2 separate regions of the Oryctolagus cuniculus genome follow, and region 1 is linked to region 2. Evidence: chromatin contacts called from public Micro-C data. All regions are on one chromosome and are shown on one strand. Each heading gives the region's core, a stretch centred on a gene start, on an enhancer-like site or on the middle of the called end of the contact. The rest is flanking DNA. Distances are from core to core; before and after follow the strand shown. Region 1 overlaps AOPEP (aminopeptidase O (putative)). Region 2 overlaps AOPEP (aminopeptidase O (putative)).

Region 1 (7,629 bases), core at 487-2,986, 220 kb before region 2:
GTAAATGCATTAGTTATGAGGCACTCAGATACACTGTCAAAACTTTATGAATTTTACTCAGCTGCAGTATAACCTTTTCCAGCCACAGGGGGATCTTTGTGCTGTATTCTGTTTAACCTCTCAAGGCCTTTGTTGGGACTGTATGGTTTAAGGGCAGCATGGAAACTTGGATAAAGTCCAGAGGAATGCCACAAAAATGATTAAAGGCACAGAAAATGGGCACTGTGAAAAAGAAAAGGCACGGAGGTTCTATAATCTAGAGAGGACGTGGTGGGGGAAGAGAGCTTCTTTGGAGTTATAAAGTGTATGCAAAGATAAAACATCTTTGGGGGTGACGCCGGGCCTGTGGCACTGTTCCTGACTCTGCGAAAGCACAGTATTCCCACACCTCTTCAGAAACAAGGCTGTCCTGCGAAGGAAGGCTCCTGTGGTTAGCTGTCATAGTCATAGATCCTTTCAAGTTGTTTTTTGTTTCTTTGTTTAATTAGAGAGAGAGGGAGAGAGAGCTGCTACCTGCTAGTTCACTCCCTAAGTGCCCCCAATGGCAGGGAATGTGTCAGGCCTGGAACCAGGACCAGGAACTTTTAATCTGGGAGCCCAACTACTTGGGCCATCACCACTGCCTGTCAAAGTTTGCATTAGCAAGAAGCTGGAGTTAGGAATCAGAGCCAGGAATTGAACTGATATACTCTGAAGTGGGACATGGACATATTTTTTTAAAGATTTATTTATTTATTTATTTATTTATTTGAAAGACAGAGTTACAGAGAGGCAGAGGCAGAGAGAGAAGTCTTCCATCCACTGGTTTACTCCCCAAAGGGCCGCAAAGGCTGGAGCCAGACCAATCCGAAGCCGGGAGGCAGGAGCCAGGCGCTTCTTCCAGGTGCAGGGGCCCAAGGACGTGGGCCATCTTGTACTGCCCTCCCAGGCCCTAGTAGAGAGCATCCGCTGAAGCCCACATTTCCTGATCCCTGTGTGAGAGCCCACATGTTGTTGCCCTGACACCATTTTCATTTTTCTTGGGAAACTTACTGGTCTTACTTGTCCATAGCTTGGATGACTTAAAGTTCTTCATCTTCTCCTTGGATTTATCATGCAAAATAATGTTCATTCATGCAACCAGAATAATCTAATATATTCTGAAAGCTTTTCAGTAGAGAGTGTATGAGCTTGACTTACTATAGCAGATTGCATACCTGTGTAAACACATTAGAAAAAGATATTGTGGTGGTGAATTCAAGGACTGACCTTTTATATATATATATATATATATATATATATATATAGACAGGCAGAGTGGACAGTGAGAGAGAGAGACAGAGAGAAAGATCTTCCTTTGCCGTTGGTTCGCCCTCCAATGGCCACCGCGGCCAGCGCGCTGCAGCTGGCGCACCGCGCTGATCCAATGGCAGGAGCCAGATACTTATCCTGGTCTCCCATGGGGTGCAGGGCCCAAGGACTTGGGCCATCCTCCACTGCACTCCCTGGCCACAGCAGAGAGCTGGCCTGGAAGAGGGGCAACCGGGACAGAATCCAGCGCCCCAACCCGGGACTAGAACCCGTGTGCCGACGCCGCAAGGTGGAGGATTAGCCTAGTGAGCTGCGGTGCCGGCAAGGACTGGCCTTTTTCACTGTGCTGGAATTGATGTGACAACTCAGTGTTTGTCATGAGGTAGAAGCTGCAAGCTTTCAGTTCAGTGTTTACCACCTGGTATTGTCAGTTCAGAGATGTCGGCCTGAGTTCTGTGTCCACTGTTCCTCCTCTTTTCACCTTATCCTGGCAGAAGCTTTTGTGGGTCTTGCCTCTGCAGAGATGAAGTGTCATTGGGCTGGAAGCTGTATTCTGTTCACCATGCTGGTGAAGGGCGAGCTTTCCTTAGATAGCCCCATGGGTCTTTTTAGCTGGCCTTGGATGGGTGGAAGGCACTTCATAAATTTGGAGAGGAATTTTTGTTGCAGGCTGCCCATATTGGGACATGCTAGTTCTTTAAGATTTTTTTTCAGTGTCCATTGTGAATCAAATAAGCACCTATAGTTAGAATTATAATTTTTAATTTAAAATTAGAGAGGCTTTCCATTGTGTTTGAATAAAGACCCGTTAACAGGTGAAAAAACAGAGTTCCCTTTGATGTAGGTTTCTTTGGGTTGATAAGTTCTTTTGAGGCCTGTGAGTCAGGTTCTAGGAATTCTCTTCCAGCCCCGCCTTTGGCATAATAACTGGCAGTGGTCAGATGGTGCGGGCTGGGCTCTGGTCTGTTTTCCTTAAAAGGTTGACTTGGTTAAATTTATACTGAAAGTGAATTTGAGAAAATGCTCAGTATTCTTTAACAGCAACCTTAGACGGGCTTTATAGAGAATACCTAGGTAACGTTTTAGTAAAATGGGTTGTGTTCTTTGGAAAAAGTTTGAACTTGTAGCTGCAGCATGGTGCATGTTCTACTTGAGTCCAAGTCTTTCAATCTAGGAAATTTCAGAACAGGGTCTTGAATTTGACAGCCTCGTCCCTTCCTTTCTGTGTCATGAATCCTACTTGATTGGCAGAGATTTTTCATATGGTGATATTTGAAAGCACGTTACTGAGAGCAGTAATTATTTTTGTTTTGATGGGAATTTGTTTTGTTGTTTTGCATCTTGAGCTCACCTCCCCCAGTTTATTCTAAAACAAGATTTTACCATTTCACTTAAATTGAAGCTCCTCAATTGATGTGAGCGTGTCAGTAAGTATTGTGATTTTTACTGCTCACAGAAGCAGAGGAACCTAGAATTCAGATGCAGTCTTTGCTGTATGAGCCTGTCTGAACCTCTGCCTCCTTAAAGTTGTCCATGTCTACGTGATCTCCTTACCACCAGGGCAAGCAGAATAAGCCTGATTTACCAATAAGTACATCTATCTGTTTCGTGTCGTTCCCCAGATGTGTTGGTGTCTGTGGTCACATGGAATATCCCTGCCGCTTCCAGAATGCTACTGCCACTACTCAGGAGGTCATTCCTCACAGAGTCTTTGCCCCGGTGTGCCTCAAGGATGCCTGCCAAGAGACCCTTCTGCGACTGATCCCTTCCTGCCTCTCGGCAGCACATTCTGTGCTGGGAACACACCCCTTCTCCCGGCTGGACGTCCTTGTCGTCCCCGCCAACTTTCCGAGTCTGGGAATGGCCAGGTATGTTGTTCTGTTGTGCCACTTGCAATGTATGCTTTGGAGATTCTTTGACTGTTTCTTGCTTTCCTTGAGCTCTCTTGGAGCCAGTGTGTGATTAGCTTGGAAAGACCACAGTTTCTCATTGGTGCCTGTAGGGACAGTGTTCAGGTAGGTTCCCTACGTGTGATTCTTTGGGTCTCCTTGCCTCAACTCAGACTGCCTTGAAAATAAGAAGCTCACGTTGCTGCTGGAACTGAAAACACATTGTGTCCCTAGGGTGATGTATGTTGGATCATGGCTGATCAGCGGCTGTTAGCTTAGGTGATGAGAGCATAATGCTAATGAGTCCAAGGTCATAGCGTCAGGCTCTGGGCACAGTAACATGACCTGGTCCCAAGGCTGCAGGCTGCTCACCTAATCCTGACCAGCTGTCTCGTCCATTCTCACCACTGGTCACAAGAGTAACAACTTGAGAGCCCCTGTGTCAGAGAGACTGTGGATGGATGAGTGTAAATCCATTCCCACTGCTAGAAAAGCAGCTCAAAGCAGGTGGCTTACTGCCAGGGGTGGGGGTGGAGCAGTGGCTTGTCGTGCTGTGATTTTTTTTTATTTAATACAATAAATGTGTTGTGCTTACTGTGTCTTGGTTTGGTTTTTATAGAAAATTGAGACCTGCAAGTTGAACCTTTCTCCTGTTGTTTGATTGGCTAAAATCTACTTGTTAATGCCATTATTCACTCAGTAATGGTTGGCTGTGTTGCACTGAGAAAAGATAGGGAGTGCACTCTGGGTTTTCCTTGGTTATATTTCTATTTGGAAATCTTAATTATTAACAGTGAATATGCTTGACTAAGGATGGGAAAATAAGCTCATCAAAACATGTGACTTTGAGTTTTTCCCTATTAGTCAAGGAACTTTCTGCTGCCAATTAATTTCCATGCTTTTGAGCAGCTGTCATTTGTGGTGTTTTCCCTGAAAACTGCACACATTCTTAGTAAAATCCATGAGTAGAAAAGAACTGACCAGAACATTTGCTTTTGATCTTTACTACATGCATATACTTTTAAAAAGCTGGCTGGCTCGCCTTAATCCTTGAGGAGGTCTGAGAAAGTCATTTAGACTGATTTTTATCCTATATTTATGAAGATAATGGGAATGTAGAAACCAGGATAATTATATATATTTGGTTATATGCATCATATAATTGTCTTGGATGTCTATATATAGAATTTGTCTTAACAGGGGGGCTTCTTTGGTCCCTTTGAAGAGTCTGCTGGACTTAATTTCAGCAGAATTATTGGTGAAGAAAGGATTGTTCATTAAATGTTTCTCATTTGTACACAGTTTTGAGGGGCCATGTTTATTTGGGAGTTTTTGGAGCTTTATGAGAGTTGCAGTTTCTCAGGGCGTGTTTGCTAACAGTTCCAAGTTCTGGCCTGAGGGAACCACAGGCAGAGTGCTTTTCATACGGAGGACCTTGTTTTCTATAGCTCCTTCCTGACATTAGTCTGCCAGAACCAGAGTCTGCTGACCTGCAGGCCATTCTATAAAGTGTTTCTTTTCAAGTGTGCATGCCCAAGCAGGTAAGTTCTGTGTTTGCTACTTTTTGAGATATTTAAAGTGATTTAAACATGCTTAACTCTGTATTTTTAAAATAATAAGCCAAAGTACCCTAAGGACAAATGGTACAGGGTACAAATGTCAAAAAACAGGATGGTGATAATAACTGAGCAGCAGCAAGACTGCTTTTATGCTTAAAAACAGGAGAACCAAACATTTAGAAGTTTGAGGTTGGTTTTCAAATAATTGGGGTTCTTTTTGGTGTTGCTTTGTTTTGTCTTGCTTTCTCCTGTTAGGCTGTGGAAATAAAGTCTGCCCTCGTCTGGATGTTTCCCTGGGCTTCACTGCCATCCCCCATCTTTGAGCGGTGGGAGGGGGATTGTGGTATCTTGCGCTACCAGATGAGGTGGGGAGCGGGGAGCGTTTTGTTTTTCCAAACCCTGACTTAAATTGATTCCACTTGCTTGGCTTGACTCTATCGGGATCCCAACACCTTGAGCCACATGCCGCTGAGTGGGGTTTATGACTCAGCTGGCTACTGGGGCCCTGCTGCTTTATTTATGGTCTTGACATTCTGTCAAGCAAAGCCGGAACAAAAACGACAGTCTTGGAGGTCAGTGCTGTACCCTAAACAGAAATAGAGCAACTTGAAGGCTAGGAGGAGCCATCCCAGGAAGCCTCCCCACTGAAACTTGCCGTTGTCCTGTTACAGTACACTGAGAGATCAAAGGGTTTCTTGATGAATGAGGTGGTTCTTTCCTGAACCCATGTTTTATAAACATGTATGCAAGATCATAAATTCCATACTCTGGACTTCTTTAGTGATTAGGCCTTAATTATAATGAATACCATTTTATACCACATGAGCATTAATTTTTGGCAAATGACACTCAACATTCCCACATGAACCAAAATGGCTAAATTAATATTAACCATGTTTGAGGGTTTTTTTAAAGCTCTATGTTAATCTACATAATGGTTTTACTGTATTTTAAATATCTTGTATCATAGATTGTATGACTAAGCTTAAAAACTGTTTTTGAGCCTGATTCTGATATTTCTGTGATGTGTATGGCTTGATTGTGTGATAATAACAAATCAATATATTGGAAGGTAAATAATACTCAGACAATGTGTTAGAATTTGGAGTGTTTTTCAAACATAGCAAAAACTAGAACATTTGTCAATGTGGCAGCATGGTTTTTGTCACCTTTTAATATAATGGCAGCCATCACTTATCAACCCACACAGCCTGCCTCCAATTGCTTTATGAATTACTGTTCTAGGAGAGAGATGCTTTCATTCTATTCTAATTCTCAGAAAAAAATCACTAGCTTGCTTTTAAGACACTCTACTGACTGTGTCATACCCACACTTTTCTTATTTGGTATATGTGGACTCTCTGTGTCTGTTTATTTTATTTATTTACTTATTTTTGCTTGCCATAAAGACAAAATCTGCTTATATGAGGAGTTGTGAACTATATATATTTCTTGGGTTGGAGTACTGTGAAGTCTCCTTGAGGATGTGAATGCATTTTAAGTGAGTCTCAAAGGTATAGAACAACTCTCTTCCTGATGGTATAATTAATATGTAATTTTTTTTTTTACAGGCAGAGTTAGACAGTGAGAGAGAGAGAGGAAGGTCTTCCTTCCATTGGTTCACACCCCAAATGGCCGCTATGGCTGGTGTGCTGGGCTGATCCAAAGCCAGGAGCCAGGCGCTTCCTCCTGGTCTCCCATGTGGGTGCAGGGCCCAAGCACATGGGCCATCCTCCACTGCCTTCCCAGGCCACAGCAGAGAGCTGGACTGGAAGAGGAGCAACCGGGACAGAACTGGCGCCCCCACCGGGACTGGAGTGCCGGTGCCACAGGCAGAGGATTAGCCTAGTGAGCCACGTTGCCGGCCAATTAATGTGTAATTATATTCTGCCATTTTCATTGTATCTTCCTTTGTTCTCAGTGTCTCGGGTAGGAATTGAGTAGCGAGCTGAATTTCCTACTATTGAGAAATCCATGAAAGGAGCTTATCATCATGCTTATATGCTTGGTATTCAGTAATATCCTGCAACCAGGTTTCTGAAAGTTGCTTAAAAATGAACCCCTCCATCTTGCCTCTGTGGGTCGCAGTGAGTGCTTTGCTTCACTGTCTCTCAGCAGTTCATGGCTGCATGTTACAGGGCATAATTAGATGGGCAGATCTACCTTGATGTCCAAAAATGGTTCTTTTTTTTATTCTTTTCCTGTATTTGAATTTCAGGAATCTCAAGCAAATCATTTCAGAGTGCTTTTCTGTTCAAAGCACAGAATCAAAAAGCCATGTGGTCCATAGCTCCGAGTCCCAGTTTGACCACTTGTATGTAGCTTCATTGCTGGTCCCACTGGGAAAATTAGAAGCAAGGGGAGGGGAATGGCAGCAGTGTGGTTGATGATAAGTGACAAATGCTGCTCTCAGCTTTTCCTTCTGATTCTGTACCAGATTGTCTCATTCATTTGTGGAGTGTTTATTTATTCATTCTCTCAAGCATGCATGGTGTGCAAGTTTGTACTTATGGTACTGAGCCGATAGGGTACCCTGCAGCGGAGAGGAAGATTGACAAAGTCCCTGTCCTTATGAAGTGGATGTTTTAGTTAGACGGAAAAAATATAATCCATTGGTACAATAATTAAGGTGTGTGCTATGAAGAAAATAGAGCCAAGTGAGTGACAGAGTGGGAGAACAGGTTACATGGCTAGGATGAGAGAGGGCAACACTACTTTAAAGAGGGGCATTTGGAAGGAAAGTGAAAAATGAGAAGGAGTCAGCCTTGTGACCATCCGGTGGAAAGCAAAGGGAGTTCCAGTTCAAAGGCCCCGGAAGGCCTGTGTGGCTAGAGGACAGAGGGTGCCCTCCAGAGCCTTAGAATGGCTCTCCTTAGCCACCTCCTTAAACT
Region 2 (7,488 bases), core at 2,664-5,163:
TGGAAACCCAGAAATGTAATACTCTGTGTAATTCTGAGTATAACAGGCTCCTTTTCAAATTCTGCATTTATTCAAATTATTTTCTAATTTCATTTCCCATCCCTAACAAATAGAACCCTGAGTTGGGAGTAGAGAATCTGGAGACAAATAGAAACCAGGCCTCAAAGCGTTTATAGATAAATGTAAACCACCAGAGAGTAGAAGAGAGAATTGAATCAGATCTGTACCAGAGGCACAAGAACTGTGCAGTCAGTCCCAGAGCAGTTTGGGTCTCCATGGGGAAAGGAAGTCACGTGCCTGGGCTGTTTTTATCATCACGAGCCTAGTCTGGGCTGAATGCAGAACACAGATACGTGCTCCAGTCCATCCGACTTCGTTTGTTTTGTGGAATCGAGGGTACCTTCATTCCTGTTCTCAAAATGCAAATTGTCTTCACAAGTATGCATTCAAACTGCAGAATGCGTGTTCATCTCGGGCTCATTCATACAGAATCCAAAGTGGGGTAGCAAGTTTAAGTTCCCTCTGAACTTGGGGACAGAAGCTTTTCAGTCTGTTTCCCCTCTCTACTTTTTCCCCTTTTGTTTGCCTTGTTTCCTGTCTTTTTTCTTTTTTTAACCTCTAAACATTTGGTTTCAAGGCAAAGTGAGAAATCAAAATGCTTCAAAATGAGGGGTGGTGACTTCAAGTTCAAAGGTGTTTTATAGTTCCCACCCCTCCTGATGTTTCTGGGTCGTGTCCTGTCATTCAAAAAAGCAGCCCCTGTGTTCTCAACACCACTGATAGCAGCATTTTCTCTTTTGTCTTAAAAAACAAAAAAGTAGCTATAAACCCCTTTGAACTTTCTGGTGAGGCAAAACAAATGTATTTGCCACATGCGTGCACACACTCATACACACACACACATCTTTGAAGATTCAGATTTTCATGTTTCGAGAGCAGGGCAACAGACTGATTTGCAATAAGTAGAATCAAAGAGAGCATGTGAAATGGGGGGAAAATGATCTCAAGAATGTGTGTGTTTACTTTTCTTGCATTTTTGTAGACAAGGCAACAGTAGTTACTTTATGTGGTCGTGTTTATAACTGAAAGTCATAAAGCTCCTGCTGTTCATTTTCTGTGGCAGTTTGCTACTATTAGTTTGATGTCCAAGAAGAGAGAGAGAAAAAAAAAAAAGGTTATGAAAGGCTGGAGATGTTAGACAGGAGCCGCAGAAGAATCTGGAAGAGAAACCGCATACCTCTGGGTTCTGTGCGTACACAGTTTGCTCTCTGCTTTTAACTGTCACACGTGTACCGGCTTTGGTTTTTGATGGTGAAGACCTACCCTCAACCTTTATTCCTGGCAGTAAAGTTCAAGAGTGCCGGCTGCCCCCTTGGGCAGCAGAGGACAGCGGTCCCTCGTGATGTCTTTGTTTAGCTACATGGCAAGCATTTTATGTGCCGTAGCATCGCCCTCCGCGCCGTTTGGTGACTTGTAAGAGAACGTCTGCAGTTGTGTGACTTTCACTACGATTCCACTTCAGAGCATCTGCCCTGCCCAGAAGACTCCCTTGTGCACTTGGCCCTTAACAGAAATTTCATGGAAATTGGACCACAGGTGGTTTAGTTTGGGCTCTGTCTCCTGCATTGATTGTGGTGTGTTGAGGTCCCGCCATGCTTCCTGTACTGATAGTTTGTTCTTATCACACGGGACTGTTCCAGCGTGCGGCTATAGCTGCTATTCTGTTTCTCAGCTTATTGGTTGTCAGTCATTTGGGTTTTGTTGTTGTTGCTGTGAATAACGTCTCTGTGGACACCGGTCAGACCGTCTCCCTCTAGACGTGTTTTCGTTTCTCTCGAGTGGATGCCTACGGTTGCAGTTGTTTGGCCATCCAGCTGATCTGTTTCTTTACACCTTCCACCAGTGGTGTTTAAGGTGTTCGTTTCTCTGCCTCCTTGTCAGCATTTGGTATTGTCAGACTCTCTTGTTTTAGCCATTCTGGAGGGTGTTGAACCATGCCTTTTGATACTGACTGCTTTTATTTCCTGAGAAGGTCTGGAAGTGTCTGGGTAACCTGATTATGCTTTTGCCATCCACTTTACGGATCAGAAGGCACTGGCCCAATCAGTGGGAAATCTGAATGCCTTACCCAAAATCCCCGAGTGAGTCACTACACCTCGAATCCTCCCACGTCAGTTGGAGTTGTAGCAACCTGTTTGTGTTCCGACTCCCAGCTCTCGTGACTCAGAACCCACTGTGTCCTTTCAGCGTTGTTAGGTATGGCTTTCTTTTTCATCTTTCACAAATGATCCTGCTAATCCCCTGTGGGATTGTGTCTCCTGAAAGGAGTCTGTTTGCTGCAGGAGTGTGCTAGCCTCTCTGAGAGGCTCTCCTCACCCTCTGCCTGACCATGTGGGGCCCGCCTTGGGCAGTCAGGTCTGGCTGGCAAAGCTGGCCCCACGGGGAATGTGCTACCTCCGTGCAGTCCTGCAGAAGAGGCGGGAGTTAGGGAGGTGGCTTGTCCAAGACAGCTGGCACTCCTTAAATAGTTCATACACTTCAGAACACATTCTTCAAAAAACAAAGACCTTGTGCAAGGCTGGTCACCTGCGGCCTGTGGATAGTAATGCCATTCACTCGTGTTCTTTCTCCTCTGTGACAGTGAGACAGGAAGACATTCTTGCATTTATTTATAGACTAAAAGAAACAAAATTAGCCTTGGTGTCTTCCTGTAACTGTTCCTTGGCCAGCAGCAAATATAGCAGTAGTCCTTTTTTATGAGTTTGTTATGTTCTGTCCTCGTCTTTTGGCTTTGTTTGGGGAAAACCAGTTGTGTTTCTCAGAGCTACTGTGTCGTTTCGTTTACATCTCCCGTCACTCTGTCTGTTACAGCAGAATAAATTGTGACTGTTGCGCCTCCAAACTAGAAGTCCACCCCCCCCAAGCATCTCTCAGGCGTGGTGATAAGATTGGTGCGCTGGCAGAACTTCATTTTTAGATGGATCTGTGATCTTTTTTTAATACTCAATTAATTGTAGCTTTTTTCTGCTTGTTCCACTTGCCTGAAATACTTTGATTTTGAGTTCCTTCGACGGCTGCGGGAGCTTTACAGCCACCCAGTTAATGGAAGGCACTTTCTGCTGGGCCCATTACTGCTGTCCTCACGTGGCTGTTTCCTGTCTGAACTACCCATTACCTTTCGTGTTCAGGGGTGGCAGCGTTTTAATCTGTATCCTGATGGATCGGGGTGGGGTCGGGAGTGGAGGGCTCTAGTTGTCTGTGAAATGACTGTGTCTCTCTGAAACGGTCCTTGGGTCGCAGTGAGTTTCTCAGTGTCTGGAGCTGGGGGAAGCTGGTCTGGGGGCAGCGCGCTGCTGCACAGAGCGTCAGGAAAAAGGAAAGCGTTGAGGCAGCGTCAGAGAACAGAGTCAGAGGCAGCTTCAGAGAACAGAGTCAGCACGAGCAAGAAGCTGTCCACCGCGACTGGGAAAACGATCCATCAGGCGACTGGAGGAGCATGCCAGCGGACATGAGTCACGGAAGCTACGCGAGGTCCTGGACACGTGTGTGCATGCCGGGCCTTCAGGCAGGAAGTGGGGGAGAAGGGTGCTCGCAGGGAAAGTCCAGCGGCCGAGGCCAGAGTCCAGCGCCTTGTTTGGGAAGCTGCAGGGCTGGAGTCGTGAGAGTTGAGACAGGCCTTCCCAGCATGCCTTGCACAGGGGAGCCCCGTGGGCCCTGGCAGGCTCTGATTCCTGATTCTGGTACCAGGCCCTGAACTCATGGCCCATCCCTTGCTCTTTCCAGCTGTGTGCCTGGGCAGCTCCCCAGGTAGAACCTGGACGCAGGACAGATTTGGGTCCAGGGGGAGAAGTCTGTTGGGCTGGACCCTGTCGTGTGGCGGAGCAGAGTCTCCCTCCAAGGCCACCCTTCGTGGCCTAGGAGCCCCTCTGGAGGGAAGAGCCGTCCCAGGGCCTTCCCTGCTTGGATTGATTAGAGGCATACTGTGCCAGGTTTGGAGTGCTCAGTCACCCCCAGGAGCAAGTAGGGGTCCTGTGGTGACACAGCTGGGGGTCTGCAAGGGTTGAGGTGAAATTCTGCTTTTCATATTAAATTAGAGGATTTTACAAGGCACAGATGACTTGAAGTATGTGATGCTTATTACAGACCAAGCAACTGTGACATGAAAATACGGTGGTGGTGGTGGTGGTGTTAATCACACAGACGTGTGGCCAGATAACTGTGGAATGCAGTAAGGGCATAGTGCCTTTGTCCTCACTGTGCAGCTCTTTTTTTTTTTTTTTTTTGAATGTATGTGTTAGGATTTTTTTCCGCCATAACACAAGGCTGCTTCCCATGTTTGTGCATATTCCTACCTTGATACGGTGCACATTTAGAGCTAAGTGAAGTTTTTCTGTACTCAGGCCTGGCTGTTTGCTTATAGGCCAAAATCAAATTCCTTTGCCTCGACCCTCCCCTCTGCCAAAACAGTGTTGATAAAACCGATGCTGAACTCAGATTAGGAAAGAGGTAGTTCCAGAGAACTGTCCATGCTGCTGGCCAGGCAAGGTGAGTAGGCATGGTGCTTGTGTTTTCTGACAGATTCGTAAGGCTAGTGCGGAGGGAGGAAGAGTGGGGGTGTGGGGTCGTGGAGGCTTCTCCCAGCACCCTCCCCCCCGCCCAGCAAAATGAAAGGTGCTGGGAAGAACATGCCCGGATGACACGCCTGTCTTGAGAATCCAGACTTTGTGAGTCTGTGTTAGAAATTAAAGTCAGGGGTTCTGGTCAGGGGTTTGGGTCTGCTCAGAACACCAGATTCTCCTCTAAGACCTAAGCGATGCTGAAATTGCCCCCAGCAGAGGTACGAGCTTGCCTGGTGTGTGTAGCGCGGGTGCACGCGTACACGCCGCAGAGCAGGGAGCTTTGGGCTGAGCAGTCTCCCGTCTTGGACGGATGCTGCAGGGGCTATTTCCAGAGCTGGCTCTGTTTGCAGCTGACTGTGACTCACGGCCGACCAGACCGACGCCTTAGCCCCCAGAGGACTGCCCTGTGCGGAATGCAAACTCATTGTCATCATGAGCCAGCCTGGGGAGCGGCTCCATGGAAAAAGTGAAGGTGGCTCAGATCCGGCTCGGAGCGGGCGGCGGAAAATAACCGCATTCTGCCTCGTTCTGCGGGACTTCATGCTCCCTTTCCCGGGAGCCCTGGGTGGCTGGGGTTCAAGGTAACAGCAGAAATCAGACTCACTACAGGATTTTCCCTTCTACAGAGTTGGAACACAGAGGGGACTAATCCCCAGCGATGACCGGGGATTCTGAACCACGGAGTCATACTTTCTCAGCGTTTATTTTTGCTGTCACACCTGTTTTTGAGATCATGCATTGTGGAAGAGAAGGAGAGAGAGGGAGGTTCATAAGTGTGGGCGGCCGGCAGCATTCGCCTTTCCTGCCTTCACAGTGACATTCCAGGCGTCCGGAGGGCGAGGCACACCCTTTACCTCAAGGCTGAGAGGGCAGAGAGAGCGGGGGCTTTGTCCCGTGAAACCCTGGTTACCGCCAGACTTGGAAATGCAAGTACTGATGCTGTTGTTGCCGTTGTTTTAAACCTTTCTTTCTTTCTTTATTTGAAAGGCAGAGTTAGAGAGAGAGAGAGAGAATCTTCCATCTTCTAGTTCATTCCCCAAATGACCACAATGACCAGAGCTGAGCTGACCTGAAGCCAGGAGCCAGGAGCTTCTTCCAGGTCTTCCATGCGGGTGCAGAAGCCCAAGGACTTGGGCCATCTTCTGCTGCTTTCCCAGGCCATAGCAGAGAGCTAGATCAGAAGTGGAGCAGCCCATATGAGAACCAGGCGCCGGGACTCGAACTGGCGCCCATATGGGATGCCGGCACTGCAGGTGGCTGCTTTACCTGCTGCACCATAGCTCCAGTCCCTGTTGTTGTTTTTAAAAAGATAGTTCCTCATAGTATATCTTAATGCCATTGTAGAAACAGTGCAGATTTTAAATGATGCAGATGCTGTAACAACATCTCAATTAAAAGAGTTGCTTTGTGGAGAGCCTTTTGCTTCCCATTTTCCTGACTAGTTTTGTTAGCAGGCAAAATGTCATTCTTGGTGCTGAACACTTTTCCCCCCTCCACCGCCCCCAAGTTCCCATTAACATCTCTCCCCACAGAACGCGGGGGGTGACTGCCGCTGGTGCTGTGGTCACCACAGTTGCATTGGAATCTTTGAGTACCCCTCCCCTCTCTGTAGTCCCTAACACGTCGAACATGTAGTCAGATGGACAGACCGATATCCCATCCTCATCCCTCTCTGGCTGCTTTGCCTTGTCCAGACCAGCCTGTGTGAGCCCTGCTTTCCTCATCCGTCAGGCAGTTCCGCAGTGAAGCATTCAGCCAAGAGCTGTCCCTGGGTGACGACAGCTTACAGACAGTGGTGTCTATGTTGTCAGCGCTGGCCTTTTCCAGTGCCACCGTGCAGTTTTTAGTTTGTCGTCAGCAGTGCAAGGAGCCCTGAGAACCAACAGTGCTGACCAGGAAATGTAGCCACGGCCAGATATTGGGTGGCTTCTGGGAGCCGGCTGAAGCGTCCCCAGGGTTAAGATGACAGAGAAGGGGGCCGGTGCTGTGGCGTAGTGGGTTAGGCCACAGCCTGCAGTGCCAGCAATCCCATATGGGCACCGGTTTGAGTCCCGGCTGCTCCACTTCCAATCCAGCTTCCTGCTGATGCGCCTGGGAAAGCAGTGGAAGATGACTCAAGTCCCTGGGCCCCTGCACCCGCGTGGGAGACCTGAAAGAAGCTCCTGGCTTTGGCCTGGCACAGCCCTCAGCCAGTGCTGCAGCAGCTGGGGCTGGGCCAGCCCAAAGCCAGGAGCTTCTTTCAGGTCTCCCACGTGGGTGCATGGGCCCAGGGACATGGGCCATCCTCTGCTGCTTTTCCCAGGTGTGTTAGCAAGGAGCCGGATTGTAAGTTGAGCAATTGGGACTCAAACCAGTGCCCATATGGGATGCTGGCACTGCAGACGGTGGCTTCATTCTTTGTGTCACAGCACTGGGCCCTGAATAAATCTTAAAAAAAAATAGGGGCCGGCGCTGTGGTGTAGCGGGTAAAGCTGCCATCTGCAGTGCTAGCATCTCATAGGGGCGCTGGTTCTCATATGGGCTGCTCCACTTCTGATCCAGCTCTCTGCTGTGGCCTGGGAAAGCAGCAGCAGATGGCCCAAGTGCTTGGGCCCCTGCACCCGGGACCTGAAGGAAGCTCCTGGCTCCTGGCTTTGGATTGGCCCAGCTCTGGCCTTTGCAGCCATCTGGGGAGTGAACCAGCAGATAGGAGATCTCTCTCTCTCTCTGCCTCTGCCTCTGTTTAACTCTGCTTTTCAGATAAATAAATAAATCTTTAAAAAAAAATCTTAAAAGCAAAAAAAAAGAAAGATGCTAGAGGAGGCCAGTGTGCTTCTGTGGAGGGGCCGGAGCATGCACTGCAGAGGTGAAGGAGGAACACCAGGCTCCT

Evidence for each region. A called contact is a pair of places that touch in the nucleus more often than the background predicts.
Region 1: a contact with region 2 is called in a Micro-C map of ear pinna, with 3 times the contacts expected there. The contact joins two enhancer-like sites. A contact is called at or near these places in 4 of 6 Hi-C or Micro-C datasets (ear pinna, embryonic fibroblasts, psoas muscle and 1 more).

Annotation. Positions count from the first base shown.
Region 1 is chr1:142,748,483-142,756,111 of mOryCun1.1, reverse strand. AOPEP (aminopeptidase O (putative)) reads left to right here. Exons shown (of 18, transcript XR_011379142.1): 5 at 2,913-3,158. Among named protein-coding and RNA genes, the nearest start is that of AOPEP, 97 kb to the left of the region's middle. Within about 2 kb of position 1,736, at least 2 of the 8 cell types and tissues checked have an H3K27ac peak or open chromatin away from gene starts, as enhancers often do. A contact at or near this core is called in ear pinna, where this site is marked.
Region 2 is chr1:142,525,921-142,533,408 of mOryCun1.1, reverse strand. All of the region lies in intron 13 of AOPEP (aminopeptidase O (putative)), which reads left to right. Among named protein-coding and RNA genes, the nearest start is that of MIR23B, 59 kb to the right of the region's middle. Within about 2 kb of position 3,913, at least 4 of the 8 cell types and tissues checked have an H3K27ac peak or open chromatin away from gene starts, as enhancers often do. A contact at or near this core is called in ear pinna, where this site is marked.